Linked DNA regions of Pan troglodytes: region 2 is linked to region 1. The links are chromatin contacts, called in public HiChIP or PLAC-seq maps. All regions are on one chromosome and are shown on one strand. Each heading gives the region's core, a stretch centred on a gene start, on an enhancer-like site or on the middle of the called end of the contact. The rest is flanking DNA. Distances are from core to core; before and after follow the strand shown.

Region 1 (2,927 bases), core at 301-2,800:
ACCGACACCGCGTCTTTCCTAGGAGATGGGGAGGACCCGCTGAGCCCCCCACCTGCGGCCCCGCGCGCCCCTCCCTGCGGCCCGCCCCTCACCTGTACACGAACAGGTACATCTCCTTGTACTGGTCCCGGCCCAGGGGCTCGCTGCTCACAAAGCTGTACTCGTGCTCGGACACGCTGCGGAGACAGAGGCCCGCTCAGGGTCAGGGCGCCGCGCCGGGGCGAGATCCCGGCGGGGGATCGCGACGAGGGGCCCTGCCCACCACACCTGTTGATCTGCTCCATGAGCGCGGACACAGCGCTGAGGTCTGGGTCTCGCACCTCCTGCACCAGCGCGAGGTCGTAGCCAGCCAGGATCTGGGGAGGAGCGGCGGGTGCGGGGGTCAGCGCGGTCAGCACCCCTAAACGCCGCCCCGCCCCGGCCCGGGCCCCACCTTCGCGATGATGCTGCCGCAAGCCGGGTCCGACACTTTGCTGTCACCGAAGCTCTGAATGTTGAAGGCTCCGATGCGAAGCGCGGCGGTCCCGGCGGCTTCCAGCGCCCAGAGTGCGGCCAGCAGAGCCCGGGGCCCGCCCATGGCGCGGAGCGAGAGGCTGGGAGGGACAGACGCTGCCGCCTACGCAGACCCGCTGTCAGACCCACCGACCCACCCCTTTCCTCCGCGGCCACCCCTTGACGGCCAGTGCGACGCGGAATCCGCCCCTGCATTCTGCAGGCTCCCAGGGCACTGCTGGGCTCTCAGGGACCGCTGCCTTCTCACTGCGCGGGAAGCTGCAGCCGGAATGGAGGGTCCCGCCCATCCAGCCCCAGCTCAGGGCAGCCGAGAGACTCACCTTGGATGTGGGTGCAGAGGCCCGAGGCTCAGAGATCCTAGGGGGATGGGGATCCCGGGTCCAGGCTGCGGGCGTGTCCGACACAGGACTGCACTGACTCCCTCTGGCAGCAGCTCTGGCGCCAAGGCAGGGGCCGGTATTTGAGGTCCTGGGCCAGGGAGGGGCCGGGCTGCACTGGGTCCCGCCCCCTCGACTCAGCGGGATGCCTGATGAACTCCTGGCTTTCATTCCCATGGAGACCCCCAGGGTAAGGGGTGGGAGACCTGCCTGAGCCGGTTCTGGTGCCCCAGACCTGTCCCAAAACCGTCCCAGAAGCCCCTGCCAGCCCCCTAGGAGGGAGATAGACGGTCAGCCACATCCCGGTGTGGCTGTGTTCTTGTCCTCGCCCCTAGAAATTAGGTCGCCTAGACTCTGCCTCCCTGAGCAGAATCCCTTCAGGGAAAGCAAGGCAGCGCAGGAAGGACCAGCCACACTCCCTGCCCAGCATCTCCTGCTGCTGCTCCACCTGCTCACCCTGCGGTGGAGGCCGAGGCTCCCAGATCTCCCTGTCCCCGTCCCTGGTCCTCCCACCCACCCACAGGCCTCAGGCAGCGCAGCTGGGGGCACAGCTCCAGCTGGGCAGGGCAGGAGGCTGTTGGTCAACATGCCAATGACACCCACACAGCACCAAGGCGCCGCCAGGGCTGGCAGAAGCCCCTGGGCAGGGCGGCCAGGCACGTGAGTCTAGGAGTGGCCTGGGAGGCAGGTGCTGCTGCGGGGGCCTGGGCAAAGGTGGTGGCACCAGCCGCAGAGGCTGCCACTGCCGCAACATCACAAGCTGCAGGTTCTCATGTTTTATTGTAAAGCAACAAGAAACTCTTATGTACACTGTCCGTCTTGGGGCGCCTCCATTCTGTGCCATCTTCTCTACCAGGCCAGGCAGGCATGGGTGGGGCGCTCAGAGTCCTCTGCCCTGTCCCTGCCCGGCCAGGACCCCGCAGACCTCATGCTAGACGATGACCGTCTGCACCTCCAGCTGGCCCTCTGGCGAGGCGATGACCAGCTCGCCTGCATGCTCCAGGATCTCGATGTCCTCTGATGACACCATGGTCACAGTGGCCTGTTCAGTGCCACTTGTCCCTGCCCGGGCGGCAAGCACAGTGCCCTCGCTGATGGCCGAGGCCAGCGTCATGGCCACCTGCTCTGTCAGGCTCTCGGGGGTGGCGATGGTGATGGTGTCGGCGGCAGCCGCCTCTGGGCCCAGCGCCGTCTCCTCGTCCATGGTAACGTTCTGCACGATGATCTGGTGGCCGGCGCTAGCCTGGTGCACGATCTGCTGCACCACCTTCATGATGTGGCTGTCCACCTGCAGGGCCACGGCTCAGCGAGAGCGGCTGTGCCAGGGAGCCTCCCCGCCCCTGCCTGCCCCACCCCTCACCTCCGTCTGGGTGCCCTCGATGATCTCCGTGGCCTCACTGGTCTCCGCATCGTCCGCAGTGGCCTGGGCAGATGGGCAGAAGGACAGAGGTCAGCCTTGGCTGCCCCTGGGTCCCAGCACGGCCCCAGGGCCCCACACCCACCTCGATGATATACTCCTGGGTGTCAGCTACCACGGACGAGAACTCCACCAACACTGTGTGCGGGTCTTCCGTGAGGACGGTGGTGGCTGCCGCGGGGCTGTCCTCAGACACCAGCAACTCCTCCACCTCCAGCAGGCAGCCCCCTGTGGGTGGGGACTCGGTCAGGGCTTGGCGAGCCCCGGCCCCCTCCCCTCCCCTCCCCCTCCCACCTCCACCGGCCCAGACCTTTGGTGCGCAGGTGCCGGTTCAGCGTGCCGTGCTCGGCGAAGCCACGGCCGCACTTGTAGCACTTGAACGGCTTCTCGCCTGTGTGGTGTCGCACGTGCCGCACCAGTGAGCCCTTCTCTCGGAAGCCACGGCTGCAGAACTGGCACACGTGCGGCTTCTCCTCCAGGTGTGTCCTGAAGTGCACCTGCTGTGCGTTCTGTGGAGACACCTGTCAGTGCCAGCCTGGCCTTGGCCACAACAGACTACAGCTCTCCCCTCCCGCTTCTGGCCCAAGGGAGGGGCTGGGTCAAGACTGAGCACGGTGGAG
Region 2 (2,927 bases), core at 207-2,706, 240 kb before region 1:
TATCTGAGTGTTCAGATTAGATGAGGATCAACCCTCAGAATAAAAGGCGGTGCACGCAGGGGTCACGCCACAGGCTAGGAACAGTAACTGTAAAATCTTCGTAAGATTTTCTGATCTTCTCTAATCTGGATTGGTTTTTTTTCCCAGTGTGTGTTCCTTAAAATGAAAAGAACCTGACTGCTTGTCTTCGCCGCAACTGAGCAAACATTTACAGGTGCCTACTGTGTGCTGAAGACAGAGCCCTGGCCCTCGGGCGGAGGAAACGCCACGTGTGCCATCTACAGGTGCCTACTGTGTGCTGAGGACAGGCTGTGAAGACGGAGCCCTGGACCTCGGGTGGAGGAAACGGCCCACGTGCCAAATAACGGGACGGTTCCTTCTGCACACTGCCTGGAAGTCACCTGGTGACTCCAGAGCAAACACAGCAAAACAGGGAAAAGTCACCCGCTAGGGCTTCTATCGGCACTGGAAGGGCGGGCTGACGCCCCCTTTCTGGAATAAGCTGCTGGGTAAAAACAGGGACATCGGCTTCACAACCACAGCCACCAACCTAACAGCCCACCTGCACCTCCACACCACCCAGGTGGCTTTTAGACAACCTTTGGCCTTTAATATCACCCCCGCAAGCAGTAACCCGGGGGCCACAGCGCGTTTCCCTGCGGGGCACGGCCATCAAAGAAGCCTGTGGCCAGGCCGCGGGGACTCCCGCCTGGAGGGGGCGGGAACAGGTGCAGCCCAGCCCAGGTGGGGCCGGCTCTCCCCTCCGCTGTGCTGGCTCAGGGCTGGGAGTCCCTGGCTTCCACCTCCCAGGGCCCGAAGGACAGCGGCCGCCTGGCACGGCGCACCCAGAGGGGCCCCCCACTGGACAGGGCCGGGGGCTGGCGGACCCCCAAGCGGGTGGTCGGTGGGGGCGTGTGTCATCCCTGGGCGGGGCGGGGCGGGGCCCGGGGCCGCTGCAGGTCCACAGGGCAGGGCGTATCAGAATCTGTTGCAATCTCACCGAGCCCCGAAGAGGATTTCCGACCCTGCGGAGACGGAAAGCGCCCCAAGGAAACAGTGACACAGTCACTCTTCCAGACGACACCATGCCCTGGGCCGGGCCGCGGGCCAGCGACCGGGCGGGGATCGGGCCTCGCGCCCAGGGGGTCCCGCTCCTGCGCCCCCTCCCGTAGGCCAAGCCGCAGCTGCAGCGCCGGGCGGTGCCGGGCTCTGGAGCCCCCAACCCGCGCGTGGCCGGGGATCCCCGCCTCGAATGGGGCCCGCAGCCCGGCCCCCACGCTGCCGCCCCCAGCACGCGCCGACCGCGGTGACAGCGGGGACCCGGCCCCGCCACCCGCCACCCCGCCGCGCGCCCCCCGCACGCCCCGAGCGCACCCACCTCCGCGCGCCGCTTTCTCCTCAGCCTGCCGCGCCGGCCTTTCTGCGCACGCGCGTGCTCGGCCCCGCCCCCGCCGAGCTGTCGCCCTGTGCCCACCCCGGAGAGCCCGCGGGGCTCCGGCCTGCCCGGCTCTGGGCATGCGCGCTGACGGTCGGCGGCCGCAGCGGCGGAAGCTGGGGCCGGCCGGGAACCGGTCCCGCGCCGAGGGGAGGCAACGGCAGTGCGGTCCCAGGGGGACAAGCCAAGGGGGGCGGGGGGTGGCACGGCCCTGCCGAGGGCATCGGGGGCCCGGACAGCCGCCTGTCGGAGTCGCGGTCCGGCCGGGTCACGCGTGGATCCGGAACCGCGTGGGCACGACGTCCCTTCCCGAGTCGGGGGAGAAGGGCTGGAAGGAGGTTCTGGGACGGGCCCTGAGCTGAGGAGCCGTGGCGCCGACGGTCAGAGACGCGGCAGAGAGAGGGACGGCCGGACGGAGCCCGCAGACGGGGACACAGGCGGCCAAGAAAGTTACGGGACCCGGCAGCAGACGCCGCGGGGCACCCGGACGCGGACGCTCAGCCCGCAGGGGCCAAGGCCGCCGCCCTCGTGGGGTGCAGGAGGCAGGGGACGCCCTGTCCCCCCATGGGGGTCCAAGGCGCCTGCGGTGGCCACAGTCTTTGGGGAGGTCAGCGCGCTCCCTGGCGGGTCGCCGCACGGGTGGGGGTGCATCACAGCGGCCCCAAGGATGATCTGAGATCCCCGAGAGGGCCCGGCATCACGAAGGATTTACAGCCTTCCGGGTATCCCAGTGCCCCTGGGACAGGGCCGACAGCCAGAGGGCGGGAGACCATGGGGTCCTCTGGGTGTGCCATATCACCCGCCTCTGTGCGGGGCGGGCTGTCCCTGCGCCGGTCACATCCCCCCAGGGCCAGACGGGAGGTATCGAGGGAGCTGCCGGCGGGGACGGGGCGGCGGCCCAGGTGGCGACACGCGCGACGCGAGCAAGGACTCCTTGGCAGGCGAAGGCACAGGGTGAACGTGCGCCTGGATGTGGGAGCAGCGGCCGCCCTGCCCAGCCGGCGGGCTCAGGCGGCGCTGCAGCGCCCCCGCCGTTCGCGTCGCTGCAGCCTCCGCAGGCGCCGCGTCCACGCGTCCCTCCAGGGTAGCACGAGGCTTCCGCGGGCGGCGATGAGCCCGGGCCCCCGGCCCCCCGCGCCCCCAGCCGCGGCTCCAGGCCCGCCCCCCAGCAGGAGGTAGCGGCGGCCGGGGAGCAGGCGCGGGCAGCCGCAGGCCGCATCCCCGGCGGGCACCCACAGCGCGCTACTCCCGCGCCGCGCGCGCTCCTCTCCGCTCCGGAACACGGCGAGCACCGCCACCGGGAAGCGTGTCCACGCGCCGCGCGCCTCGCCGTGCGCACCCACCGCCACCTGCACCGCTGCGGGGAGAGCGAGAGGGGGCGGGGTCAGGAAGGGGCGGCCTGCCCGCGGTAGGGGGAGGCACGGGGAGGACACCAGGAGGACAGTGGGGGCTGAAGGGGCGGGGTCGCTGCCTGTGGAGGACCTCAGGGATG

The links. HiChIP or PLAC-seq counts read pairs in DNA pulled down with a chosen protein or histone mark.
Region 2: a contact with region 1 is called in an H3K4me3 HiChIP or PLAC-seq map of stem cell-derived excitatory neurons, with 5 times the contacts expected there. The contact joins the promoter of TBC1D24 here to the promoter of DNASE1L2 in region 1. A contact is called at or near these places in 1 of 7 Hi-C or Micro-C datasets (stem cell-derived neural progenitor cells) and 1 of 1 datasets of contacts at active chromatin or transcription factors (stem cell-derived excitatory neurons).

What each region holds. Positions count from the first base shown.
Region 1 is chr18:4,847,609-4,850,535 of NHGRI_mPanTro3-v2.0_pri, reverse strand. It overlaps DNASE1L2 (deoxyribonuclease 1 like 2), which reads right to left and starts at 1,550. Exons shown (of 8, transcript XM_054668732.2): 1 at 834-1,550; 2 at 434-616; 3 at 268-356; 4 at 93-176; 5 at 1-18. The coding sequence starts at 1,067. E4F1 (E4F transcription factor 1) reads right to left here. Exons shown (of 14, transcript XM_016928632.2): 11 at 2,618-2,816; 12 at 2,393-2,535; 13 at 2,251-2,313; 14 at 1,652-2,178. The coding sequence ends at 1,822.
Region 2 is chr18:5,085,996-5,088,922 of NHGRI_mPanTro3-v2.0_pri, reverse strand. TBC1D24 (TBC1 domain family member 24) reads right to left here and starts at 1,456. Exons shown (of 8, transcript XR_010152219.1): 1 at 1,379-1,456. It overlaps NTN3 (netrin 3), which reads right to left. Exons shown (of 6, transcript XM_003314927.6): 6 at 2,442-2,792. The coding sequence ends at 2,443.